Regions from separate parts of the Mus musculus genome. Here region 2 is linked to region 1. A link is a contact called in public Micro-C data. All regions are on one chromosome and are shown on one strand. Each heading gives the region's core, a stretch centred on a gene start, on an enhancer-like site or on the middle of the called end of the contact. The rest is flanking DNA. Distances are from core to core; before and after follow the strand shown. Region 1 overlaps Pcsk6 (proprotein convertase subtilisin/kexin type 6). Region 2 overlaps Pcsk6 (proprotein convertase subtilisin/kexin type 6).

Region 1 (6,646 bases), core at 2,817-5,316:
CATCCAAACATGGATTTTTAAACCCACACTACCAATCTATGACCATGAATTACCTTATTTTGAGCACTTTATATTTAATGTCATTATTGATATGTTACTGATATGTTATTGATCTGTTAGGGCTTAAGCCTAACACTTTATCTTTAATTTTTAAAACTATATCTATATGTCTTTGTGTGGATTTGTACATGCAGTACAATACCCCTGTAGTTTGAAAAAGATTGTCAAATTTCTTGGAGCTGGCGTTCCAGAATGTTGTAAGCCTCCTGATGTGGCTGCTGGCAACTGAACTCAGCTTGTCTACAGCAGCGGAATTTGCTCACTCCATGCTTGACATCTAATATCTTGCTTCCTGTAATTTTATTTGTCTTTCTCCTTCTCCCTGAAGGGTGATTAGGTGCTGCTTATATTCCAATTTGATTTATCTATGGTCTGCTTTACTGTATAAAAATGCATATAACTGATCAGACTATGAATAATTAATTAACTATCTAAGGCCCCCTCACCTTCCTTTACACCTCACTCTTCTCCCCCTGTGTAATATTTATAACGGCCTTAACATACACATATTAGAACCACCAGACAGCGTTGTGCCTCAGCTCTCAACTGTGATACAGAAAAGTCACGAGGAGCCCTGCTCAGCAAGTCTGTAATTTTGTATCTCTTTTAATATTTGCATAGACCTTAGCTTTTACTTTGAGCACCTTTCCGGCCCTCCCTTTTATGGGCTCTGGTGAGACCGTTATGAGATCTTTGCTGTAGTTCTTTTCCTTCGCCTGTGGGCCTCACAGTCCATGCGTTTCTCCCTTCCTGCCTTGCATTTACTGAGCTTGTCATTTTGATGATAGTGCCTTCCATCTTCTATCTCTCTGCTGATAATCTCCACTTGTTCGTTCATGTGTTGTCATTTGTGTCAAGCATGCTTGTGTCGAGATTGCTGACAGACACTCTCACCATGGCCTCTCGTCAGTCTGTTCCTCCACTGTAGCATTCCTTTACAGCTGCATCATTGCCGTACTTGGAGTGATGTGCGATTTTCACTAGAAAGCTGTGCATTTTGTGTAGACACTCTTAGTCTTGCTTAAGCCTCCCATCTTAGCTTTCTCTGTGCCATAGTTCCAGCAGGGAGGGCTACTGCCTCATTAGGGCACATGTGTGTGAGCATCCATGTTCTTCCCCATCCATCCTGGGCATGATGGAAACGCTATCTCTGTGTGTATTCAGTTATATCACTGGGGAGTGGGGGGGGCGTATCTCATTACTGTGACCACTCCTCACCACATCTCCTATTACAACTCCAGGGAAGAACCGGGGGAGGGGGGAGCACCTGGATGCTGCCTGGCAGGGGGTCAACAATGGACTTCTCATGCCTGCATGACTTCATGAGAAGAGCCCTTCTTGTGACTGGAATGATAGAGGTCCTGCTTTCCTCTTACTGCTTTCTGACACCACTGGGCTTAGGGTGGTGGTGGTGGTGGGGTCTTGTTAGTTTTTCACAGGGGTGGAGGTCCAGGCTGACCACCCAACTTTGTGGGCTGGTACTGAAACTTCCCTGTGCTGTTGTTGGCTGAGGTCAGGTGGTTGTTTATGAACATTTCCTGTTGGATTCCTAGGCTGCCCTTTTTCCTGCTGCTTACACTGGATAAACAAAGTTTTTGCCCCCCCCCCTCTTTTTTTTTCCTTCTGTGTATTTCCAGTGATATTTCTGGGTTGCCATCATCTTCATCTCTAGCTCTGGAATAAATGAGATTAAAAAAGAAGACAGCAAACTGAATGTAGTAATGTGTGCCTCTAATCCTAGCACTTAAGAAGCTAGGGCTGGAGGATGGAGAGTTCAAGGCCAGCCTGAGACTCATAGCAATGTCAGTGGCAGCAGTGATAGAGACACTGTTCCACACTGTCACCCAAGAAGGCAAGGGAGTCCTTTTTCATTGTATAGGAAGCAAATGTGAGATTGTACTGTCCTGAACCCAGGGGACATATGGCCACCAGTGTCTCCAAAGCTGTCACACACAACTTCAGCTTCTTCATAGATGGCCAGGCTGAAGAAAGGATTTTCAGGACAAGCTAATGTGGGAAAAGTTTATTAAAAATAGAAAGGTTCCGGGGAAAGAATCAGCAAACCCAAAAGCAGGGATGGGCTCTTAGGGAAGGGTTGTCCTGTGTGAGCTTGGTTGTCGATTCTCAAGGGAGAGCCGCCTTTAAGCAGCTGAGCACTATTTTGGTGGTTCCCATGTTACATCTTGAAGGGATGCTAAGATTTTTTTTTGTTGTTGTTCTTTTTAGATTAACCAGAAGCCACTAGGTGAGGATATGACATTTTACTCGAAGGGGGTTTCTAATGAGATTCCTACAAAATTGTGGGATTTATAGTTGGGAAAGTAGAAAGAAAGCTTTAAACAAATTCTGTGAGCTGTGTCGGGATTCTCGAGTCTCAGCTGGTGAAAGCTTCATGCAGATGTCAAGGGTGAGGAGGAGTGTTAGACTCCAGACCACAGCTACTGTAAGGACACTGAAAGCCCCACCCTTCCTTGCTCTTGCCATCATGTGCCTGTGTGTGTCTATCTTTCTATCCTGCCCCAGAAAGACTCTCACAAAACAACAAAACAAAATAAACCACAGACCACACCCACAAAAGATATGATGGGGCTTGAGCAATGGCTCCGGGGTTAAGAGCACTGGCTGCTCTTCCAGAGGACCCAGGTTTGATTCCCAGCACCTACATGGTGGCTCACAACCATCTCTAATTCCAGTCCTGTTGGGGCACAATGCCGTCTTCTCAATTCTGGAGGCACTGCATGCATAAAGTACACAGACAGACAGACAGACATGCAAGCAAAACACCCACACACATGAGTTAAAAGGAAGAAGAGACAAAAAGGTGGAAGGTGGGGTGGGGAAGACCCAAGATTTCACTACTATGTAGTGATCTTAACAGAAGAAGGTCAGAATCAGCCTGCCTGCCTCTCTGCCTTTCAGAGTTCTCTCCTGTTTCTTGTACGCTCTTCAGGGTTTGGCTTTTTGAAGTAGGAAGAATGGAGTTAATTGTAGCTTTCCCATCTCCTGGAATCAGGAGAGCTCTAGTGATTCTTAACAGATACTATGTGTGGCATCTTGCATGGTTTTGCGCATACTGACACTTATGTTGGAGGGCCCCACTCACCCCCCCGCCTGCATTCACCCTCTTATCCCATCTTTGGAGACAGAACCCTGCTGTGCGGCCCGTGCTGGCTCCAGATTCTCCATCCTTCGTCCCTGGGTTCAGCAATGCTTGGATTGCAGGCATGAGCCATGACATCTGACCGTGTTACTTTTCAATTCGAATTTGGATTTCTTCAGATATTCGCTGGGTTTGGTTGCACACTCACAATTATGCCTATAAATTTCTTGTCTCTGAGTGAGCATCAGTCACCTGGCAGGTACTGGCCCTGTCCCTTTGGAAGGGTACTTACTGGGTGGGCTGTCTAATCTCAGGACACCATCCCTTCTCTCTGACCTACCACCATCTCTCACGTGGTTCATCTCGGAATGACTCCTGTGCTGCTCCTCGCTCTCCTGCAGGTAGGCAGCGATCCCGGGGGATGCTTGGGTAGGATCCCTGCTGACCTGGCACCCAGCCTGTGGAACTGCTCGCTCCAAGCAGACTTGCTCCAGGGCACTTTCTCCTGCCACCCGAATCTCATCTCTGTGCTCTATTCTGAGGGACATCTTGCGTGACTGTTCCAGAGTTGTTCTTTTCCTTCTTTTGTTTGAAGTCCTGGAAATTTGGACCCTGAGAGGAGGGAGGTAGGCTGTGTGTTCACTTCACTTCCTTGCTCCAGCCCCCTTAGGATATCTTTTTATTAGTACAACAGCAGCAGCCACTGCTGACTACTTTGAGTTGTGACTGCAGCACCAAGTTGTGTCTCTACATCTGATCCTCAGCAGGATTGTGTGAACTGGTGTCATCGTGGTCATGTCACACCGTCAGAAACAGAACTGAGCGGGGAGGTGACTTGTCACCTCCAGGGTCAGGTAACTGCTAAGAGGCAGAGCATAGGTAAGCACAGGCCTGCTGACCTGAAGGCTGGCTTGTGCCTTTTCTAGCCTAGCTCTCTGGTGCCAGGGCATAGCAATGACACCCTGAGGTCAGCTGCCACTGAGCCACTTAACATTTCTCTTCTCTCTTGCTTGTGAGCCTTCCTTTTAAGTCCCATTTTACAAATTGTTCATTTTATTTTAAAATAATCTGACACACTCAGAGGCCTCCTCCTCGGCTTGCTGTTTGTTTTGTTTGGCGATGCTGCTCGTCTCTCGTTGCACCTGCTGTCAGCTGGCATACGTAGTAGGGGACTTGGCTGCACCCTTCCAGCACAGTTTACCTGCCAGTGGAGATCCCCCGGGCAGGCCCATCCTGCAGGTGTCTGCGGAATGCAGAGGCCTCACTCAGCCTGTGGGTCAAGGAGGTGAGCCTGTTCAGCATGCCAGCTGCTCCTGGCTGCACTCTGCATTCAGCATGCTGTGAGTCGGTACTTCTCAGCCTTCCTGATGCCCCAACCCTTTAATACATAACACACAGTCCTGCGCGTTGCGGTGACTCCCTAATGATAAAATTATTTTGCTGCTACTTCATAACTGTAATTTTGCTACTGTTATGAATTGTGATATAAATATCTGTGTTTTCGGATGGTCTTAGGTGATCCCTGTCCGCAAAAGGGGTCACAACCCACAGGTTCAGAACTGTGGGTCTGACAGAAGCTCTCTGGGGACACAGATGTAGAGGCCTAAGCTGACCTTGCTGTCAGGAATGCTCAGTAGTGTGGGATAGCCTTTGGCCAGTACCTAGCCTGTGCTCTTATTTAACATGATGCAGGAAAGAGGGTTACGCTGAGGTACAGAGATCAGGGTCCCCTGCTTCTAAGACACACCATTATCTGGAGGAACTCCTGGCTCCCGCAGGCCGCTCAGGAGATGGTGGCTCTAGGATGCAGAGCAGGAGAGGACCCCAGGACCCCGAGTTTGATGGGCATTTGGAGCAGTGTCCCCTGCTCGGCCTCCCTGACTGTGGGCAGCCTCTCCTGTCTTTACTTGTCCTCTGGGAAGCAGAAGCCAACAGCAGCAGACATTTCTGTTGGCGTTTTTTTACTCCAGGCTTTGATTGGGTAACTAAATCATGGTTTGTTTTTTCCTTTCATAAACACAAAAAATGTTAAGTACATAACAACTAAATTAATCTGTGCCCATAAATTGGTTAATTATGTTAATTTTGAGTCACAGAATTCTGCCTCATTAGCGCCTCCGTTAAGCAGTTGACGCTTGTGAGCATTTTAAGGCAGCTGTTTAAGCTCCAAGTTAATCGTCAAAGCAGAAGGATTTACAATGCACAGGAGGCCTGGGAGATTTGGTGACTGTGAGAGGCAGTGCTGTCAAGGAAGAGGGGTCCCCACTTCCCTATCCCTCACCCCCCACATCATGTCTAAAGTGCTTGCCTGCTGGGTCTGGAAGTTCCTAGGAAAGTCCTGAGCTCCTGGGAAGGGGGAGTTCGACACCCTGGTGACCACACCCTCTCCAGGAGGATAAGGTGAGCCTGGCTCCTGATATCTTGGGCCGCCCAGGTCAGAGTTCTAGAGATAATCCCCCAAACACTGAGGAGGCCCTTCCTTCCTGATGGCCCTGAGAAGGATGGACTAAAACAGTCGAGCAGTTCCTCAGGCTTATGAACAGCTCCAGGGCAATCTCCCTCCCTTCATGGCTGTTCAATGTCTTACATTCACTACCCGCTTGCCTTCTTCAGAGGCCAGCTCCGGGCATGAGTTGGCTTTCTCCTTCTCAGCTGCACACCCTCTTGGGTTGCTGTTCTTGCCTGTGGTGTAGATATGTGAGTGTCCCGTGTGTCTCCGAATATATCCCAAAAGCGTTCAGCTCTTTGCTGAATTCCCAAGTCACTGGAAAATTCACTTCTGATCCTTGTCCTGTTCCCCATGTCTGGGGACAATGTAAGAGTCAGGGCAGGCATTGCCTTCCTGCACCAGTGTTTCCCAGTCTGTGGGTCACGACCCCTTTGAGAGTTGTATGTTAGATATTTACATTAGGAAGTAACAATGGTTGTGGGTCACCACAACACGAGGAACTGTATTAAAGGGTTGCAGCATTGGGAAGGTTGAGAACCTCAGCTCTAAACAATAGCTATATGACTTTTCTACCCTTCTGTTTTCCTTCGAGACATCAACAAGACCCGATTATCAAAAGGGAGTATGGTTTTCGTTATTACTTAGGTTTGGCAAGGCCATCTGATGAGCAGATGACTGCCACTAATTGAAAAGGTAGCATGTGACTCAGATCTCCCAAGAGGACAGGCTGCATCACACCATGCTGGGCCTCCTGGGGAAGCGCCAAGGTCCGTCAGGAGTCAGGCAAGCAAGGGAAGCAGAGGGTTCACTGCTGTTTCCATAGGAAGGCAAGGTGAGGTATGGAGAGCGGGCTTGCTATGGCCAGCAGCAGAACTGGCTACTTTAGATGACTTCAGCAGAAAAGCAAATGTTCCTAGTCATTTGCTAACTGCCCTCCCCTGGTCAGATTCTGAGGACGCAGTAAGGGAGTCACCCAGGTAGAGACTGGTTTCCATGTGGAATATAGACTTTTCCATGCAAGTCATTAACTATGCCTA
Region 2 (6,567 bases), core at 2,774-5,273, 95 kb after region 1:
GGAGGAGGGGTAGAGTCCTGCCTGCCTGGGAGAGGAGCCAGTGGCCTCCAGGGTACCTCAAAGGTTTATAAAGATCTGCACCTGATACAAATATACTCAGTGATTGGCTCCAGTTACTGTGGCCTAAGCAGAACCAATGTGTCTCCTGTAGAAAAGAGCCACCTCTGAAGCCAGCCGGTCCTTTGACTTGATTGAGTTACTGCAGAGAAGGATGTGGGAAGCTCAGGGGCTAACACCAGACTAACACCCGGGTTCATGGTCATTTCCTGCTCCCCTCTGGTGACGGCATTGGGAACAGCTGTCAATACCAAGGCCACCAGGCATGCTGGGGCTTATTTTCCATTCTGAGCCCCTCCATGTCACCCTGCCTTTCTGCAGGTCAGAGACTCTGCCTCAGGTGCCACCCGAGCTGTCAGAAGTGCGTGGATGAACCTGAGAAGTGCACTGTGTGTAAGGAGGGATTCAGGTGAGCCCGCCCTGAACCGGGGGAAAAAAAAAGAAGGCAGGATCCACACTGTGTTTGCTTTCCGGAGAGTTTGCTTCTTTTCCTGGAAGCTAAAATGTCAAAGGCACAGAGCCCAAAGAGTCCTGGCTGTCAACTCAGGGGACCACTGAAGAAGAGAGATTGAAGGCTGGGCTTGGAAAGTTGATTAAAGTAACAGTTGAACACATGAGATAACAATAGTTGCTGTTGGGATGGTGGTGGGGGGGGGGGTTGTTGGGAGAATTCCTAGGAAGCACATGGCACTTTCCTCTGCAGTAGTAAACCCCTCTACTCCAGTTCCCCTCCTGGCCCAGGTCACAGCTGCAGTGGCTGGCCTACCCTCCTTCCTGGCCATCCTCCTAGTGGTGAGATTTTCCCCCCTCACCACCTCAGCTTTCTCCTTCATCCAGAAAGTCAACTTGGCTCCCTGAGGATGTTCCGTCATTTCTTGATCCTCCCTGTTCCACAGCGCTATTTTAAATTCTTTTGTTTGAATCATTTACTGCAGCCAAGTGTCTCCTGTAGTGACACTTGCATTTAGTGACATCAAAATGCATATTACCAGTTACCATCCCAAAGTTTGGAAAGCATATATTAAGAAAGCTGTAGACACACCCATGCAGAGAGTCTAGCCCCATGGGCTCCTTGGAAAGAAAGAAGTAGAAGGAGTCATCAGGGCTTAGGAACCTCAGGGGTTTCTGTCCAAACGACAGTGAGGCTAGGTGAAGCCCGAGCGCCTGTATTTCCAGCAGATGCCCAGGTGAGGGGATGCTGTGGTCCAGACCGGGGGCAGCAGGTGCACCAGGAGACCCTTCAAGGCTGCATCCCACTCACCCAGCTCACCCTCTCCTCCCACTGCTGCTGAGGCTAGAGCTCACCTCAGAGGGGAAGCTCTGTAATGAGGAACGACGGATGAGTGAGTACATAGAGACCTTAGAAACGGCCAAGGCCGTAGAGACCATCTGCTCTTTCTGCAAATGTTCCACCAATGGTGCCCCATTTAACCTTTATCGCAACTTATGAAGTCATTGGTGTTACACACGGTTTTCATGCAGGGGAGATCAATGAATGTCCCAGAAGGCTCCATGTGACTGCCTTGGTGACATTGCCTGCATCCTGCCCTTTCACATCAGAGTCTGGGGGACAGGAAGGGAAAGCAAGACCTTCCAACTTGTCACATCGTACTTGCTGCTCCTTTAAACCTGTTAGCTAGACAGAGCAAGATTAGGAGCAAAGGGTCCAGGATCCACGGCTCCAGGAAGATATCCCCCCAGAAGGGAATATAGCTGAGAGAAAGGAGACATTTTACTAGAGGCCATGGCTGGGGGCTGAGAGGAGCCGGCTTTAATATCCTGGGCTCCTCTAGCACTGGTGTGGGCCCTCAAACCCTGGGCTGCTAGCATAAGGTACAAAGGATAGAAGACTGTGGATCCAACTCCCTGAAACCTATTTCCCAGAGGACCTATCTCTGTGTCCTGTGGGGAAGAGCAAAGTCGGGTGCGGATGCAGGGGAGGAAGAGCCTCTCAGGCAGCAGTCACTCTGCAGGAATGATGGCTGCAGTAATATGCTTTCACGGAGGAGCACAAACAAAGCAGGGAAACATGGCCAGCCATAATCCACAGAAAGCTTCCTTTTATTGCCCAATATCCTCCTCAGCTGTGACTTCAAATCATTGCTGTCACGTCACAGCTGTGAGAGAACAGCCTAGCCGCCGCCTCCCGGCCATCCATCTCTTTAGGGGGATAAACACTGGAGGGGTTCACAGGGAAGTTATTACAAACATGATTTAACTGTCCTGCATGATGGCCCTGGCATCACTGTGAGGAAAAGGCCCAGGCGAGCATCTGCCATCTGTGGTGAGGAGCTCGCAACCCTGTGGGCACCACCCCACTAGATGGAGGTGCAACACGTGGGAGTGGGGGTGGGGGTTTCCTACTCTATTTATGTAGTACAGAACACTTATGTTCTGGACATCAAAACATGAATGGGTGGATGATAGCCACTGGCTACCCCACAAACCTTACTTAATTCTCACACCTATCCACCCACACCTGGCACCAGAGCCCACAAGTTGAGAACTCAGTGCTCGATGCCGATCCTGCTTCTGAGGCTAGACCCAGACCCCAGGGTGAACCATCCTGGCTTCCAGCTGGCTGTCGGAGTTCCCTCGGCCTCTCCTTGGGTCTGATTGCTTTGCTACTACACCTGCTCCCAGAACCGGGTGGCGTTTCCTTACTTTAGCCATGTATTCCACAGGTGTTAAAAAGGAGGCAGATGAAGTGGTATTACACATAGAGCAACACTGGCAGGGTCAAGGACCTCCCATTCCTGTGGAGTTGGGTGCAACACCCTCCCAGCAGGTGAATGGATGTGTTCTTTGTGTTCAAAATGGTCCTTGAACTCATGGCAGTACCCCTGACTCAGCCTCCTGAGTTAAGTATATGTTCTTGTTTATCAACTTGGAAACTCCAAATCATGTTTCTTGGAGTTGCCATGGAGACTCCATTATGGAGTTAATGTTAATGTTATTGGCCATTGGTGACTAATTGCACCTTCAGTTTCTTTCACCTCCTCTGAGGTTGGGGTGGTGAGACTGGAAGTTCCTACTCTGATCAATGGTTTGTCTACCTGGCAACCAGTTTCCCCCACCATGAAGCCACAGAAGAGCCCCCAGCACCAGTTATCTCACTAGCATGCAAAATGACACTTATTGATTCTAAAGAGTTTTGGAGTTGTGTGCCAGGATGAGACTAAATATATATTTCTAATTATAAATCACATCACAGCAGGACATGCTGGAGCTGACAGGTGCACTCTAGAGCCTCGGCTCAATCTGTTTATCGGCAACCCCATTTACAACTGTGTATCGTACACAGTGCAATCCCAGGAACCAAAGACAGCATAGTAGGTGACACTTCTTTACACTGCCGTGTGCCAGACACTGACAGTTATATGTATTTGTTCAGTGAATCTGCCAAGCAGCTTTATGCCATAGGAACCAACTCCTAGGAGGAAATGGGCCTTGCTGGCTCGCCTGGGGTAGCTGGTGGTGGAGCCAGGTCCTGTATCAGTGGTCTGTGTCCATGATGCTTTGCCGGGCTGCCTAGCTAATGAACAGGTATACAGGCACTGATAGGGTAAGAAAGGAAGGCAGAAGCCAGATGTGGCAGGCTGCCAGATGCCAGAGGCTCTTGTTTCAAGTTCATGTAAAACAGGAGAGTAAGGAAGAAACCAGAGCAGATCCAGAACTAAAGGTCAACACACACACACACACACACACACACACACATCCTCTGGGGACTCAAACCAGTAAGCTGGAACTAGCTTGCCGCAGTGGCAACTGCTCAGTGCTCCAGATTTCCAGGGAAATGGGAGATTTCTGATTCAGGTCTCAGAAAAAGCTACAGAGATAATTTCTGACTCAGGTCTCAGGAAAAGCTACAGAGATAAGCCATCCTAGCACAGGAGAAAGCTGGAAGCTCTGACCTCTTGCAGCAGGCTGGAGGCCTCAGAACCTCCAGCTGGCTTCAGGATGGCTTTGCCAGCTTTCATTAGCTGGGAACTATCGGTGACACAAGGCGCTGCGCTCTGATGACTTTCATTTCCTCCTGTGAAAAGCGTTTGAGGACAGATTCTAATTTAATTAGAATTTCGGGACAGACATGGAAACTGGCCTACTTTTCTTCTTACCAGCCTGGCACGGGGCAGCTGCATTCCGGACTGTGAACCGGGTACCTACTTCGATTCAGAGCTCGTCAAATGTGGGGAATGCCATCACACCTGCCGGACCTGTGTGGGTAAGCTGCCAAGGCTTTGGTCTCATTGGACATTTGTATGCTTGCTCCCGGAGGTGAACAGGCCAGCTACCTTGAAATTCAGGAAGTTCTGTAACTTTGTGGGTTCCTGGATTTATTACAGAGTAAAATTTAAAGGCAAGGGGCTTAAAGTGTAATTCACGGGTAGAGCATTTGCCTCCTGTGTAGGACCTCTGGGGGAAATAAGACTGTAAAACCACAAAGGTCCTCCTAGACTCCCAAGGCTGGAGTGGGAGAATGCGGAGCTGCTGTTTAATGAGCACAGAAGTGCAAGTTAGGGGAAATGAGACAGAGGGTAGTAATGACTGCCCACTGGTGTGAACTCAGTAATGCCACCCGACTACACACTTGAAGATGTTTGATCCGGTACAGTTTGCTATGTATCAGATACCAACAGTTTTTTAAATTAAAAACAAAACCACAATCCAAACCGCAGAGAGAGACCCACTCTGAGCAAGTGGCCCTGGATTTCCCAGCTTTAAACCCATAGCCGTCCTTTGGTTCCGAATGCAGAGCAAAAGCCACGAGCGCTTCTACACAAGAGAGAGGAGGTTCAGCAGCTCGTAAGCTGGCTGGCTTTAAAACTCTAGTCTTGCTGCAGAATTAACTAAAACGCAGCACCATAAAGACTGAGAGGCCTCTGAGAGGTGTGGGGCCTGAGCCGGGCGCCAGCGCCGAGTGATAAAGCAGAACTTCAGTTCTCTGTAACCCTCTCCACTTATTCTGAACGTTTTAGTCAGAGAGGGAAAGACTGCCATAAACAATTTTACATGCATTATCGTTTCCCATCGAGATTATAGCACCGATGTCTCCGGGCACAGGTTTTATGCAGAGTGTAGCGGGGATTTCATTCATTTTATTGGGTTTCATTTTGCAGTCCTCCGCATGCGTGGTGAGTTATGTGCTCAGATCCGTTCCAGGTGAAGCATTCTCCTCCGTTTTCTTCCCGCCCCCAGCACTTTGGTGCCTTCTAAGAAACTCACGTTAGATGGAGTTTTTGCTGCAGTGACAATATAAGAATTAGGTCTCAGCTAAATCTCGTTTGCCACAAAACCATTTATTAAAAAGGCCAGAAGGCGGGTACCGTCGTCTTCCGTGTGGTCCCGTGGGGGCCTCATACTGCTATCAGCTGTACTATCCAAGTGGACGTGCCAGAGATCCCAGCATCCACAAGCCACGGGTGGTGCTGACCCTAGCCCACTGTGCATGCCTCCCTCCACCCCATCCTCAGACAACCCCAGAAGGATCTAGGCTTAACCTTAGCAAGAGGCTTTTCCATGGGTAGACGCCAGCTTTCCTCAGAGAGTTGCCCTTGCTGGTTTTTATGTCTGGATTTTAGTCCTGGTTTAAGAAGTGTCTCCAGTGCTACCTGTTTAAATGTCAGAGTCACTTGAATCCATAGCACTGAGGGCTATGGTCCTTTAACTCTTTTGACTTCAATAATTCAATTCGCCTGTCTTTCTCGAGGTCCCCAGACTGCCTAGCAGGCAGTGGCATTGGATCACTCATAAGTTTTCTTATCTCAGTCCCGCGTCTCCTCCCTCCCTTGAAGCATTTCTTTCAATATCAGGCAGCTGCAGAGCTCTTAGAGGAGAGGAATTCTCCATGTCTCCCCATGGGGGCTCTTTTTAACTTGTCTAAAACACACTTAACTCGAGGCAGTGATGGGTCCCAGAGCCTTCTCCTCCCCACTCACAGTCATCGGGAGCTCCTTGCTCCATGTCACGTGTTATCTCCCTTGAAGCACCTGTGCCTGATGCCATCTTTAGTTCAGCATGGTGGCTAGCCTGCTGTGGTCCAAGTACCCTGGGACTGAGGCTCTCCTGACTACCTCCAGGGCTGGTGCCCAGAGCATCCTGGCATTGAGGTTGTGAATTTTGGCTCGGTGTTGATGGGCTGACCCATGGGAGAGGGAAGTGCTGCTTTGCACCTATCCACCCAGGGCAAGTGGCAGCCAGTGGACATGTGTACATGCTCGCTAGATCATGGGGCAGTTCCCTAGGCCCTTGGGAGGGTTGACCCTGGCCTGTGCCTGGGAAAACCCAACAAGAAACAGCAAGAGAAAGAAATACCACAACAGTTCCAGAGAGGTTTCCAAAGAAACCTTAGCGCTTCTCACAGCATGGTTTTCTTGCCTCTACACAAAGGTCTGTATCTCTATTTGTACTAGACATAGCATGGTGGCTTAGCATAAGCATAGCCCATTGTGCCGTTTTCATTAGCACTGTGGGGGCTCTTACTGCTGGTGCCCACAGGCCTCTAGAGAC

The links. A called contact is a pair of places that touch in the nucleus more often than the background predicts.
Region 2: a Micro-C map of the AtT-20 cell line shows a contact between it and region 1, with 1.9 times the contacts expected there. The contact joins two enhancer-like sites. A contact is called at or near these places in 8 of 484 Hi-C or Micro-C datasets (the AML12 cell line, the AtT-20 cell line, the N1E-115 cell line and 4 more), 1 of 115 datasets of contacts at active chromatin or transcription factors (embryonic stem cells) and 2 of 9 other capture datasets (adipose tissue and pancreatic islet).

What each region holds. Positions count from the first base shown.
Region 1 is chr7:65,940,220-65,946,865 of GRCm38.p6, forward strand. The region is part of intron 6 of Pcsk6 (proprotein convertase subtilisin/kexin type 6); the gene reads left to right. Among named protein-coding and RNA genes, the nearest start is that of Gm51486, 13 kb to the left of the region's middle. Within about 2 kb of position 4,067, at least 7 of the 459 cell types and tissues checked have an H3K27ac peak or open chromatin away from gene starts, as enhancers often do. A contact at or near this core is called in the AtT-20 cell line, where this site is marked.
Region 2 is chr7:66,034,803-66,041,369 of GRCm38.p6, forward strand. Pcsk6 (proprotein convertase subtilisin/kexin type 6) reads left to right here. Exons shown (of 22, transcript NM_011048.1): 18 at 379-466; 19 at 4,179-4,282. Among named protein-coding and RNA genes, the nearest start is that of Snrpa1, 22 kb to the right of the region's middle. Within about 2 kb of position 4,024, at least 13 of the 459 cell types and tissues checked have an H3K27ac peak or open chromatin away from gene starts, as enhancers often do. A contact at or near this core is called in the AtT-20 cell line, where this site is marked.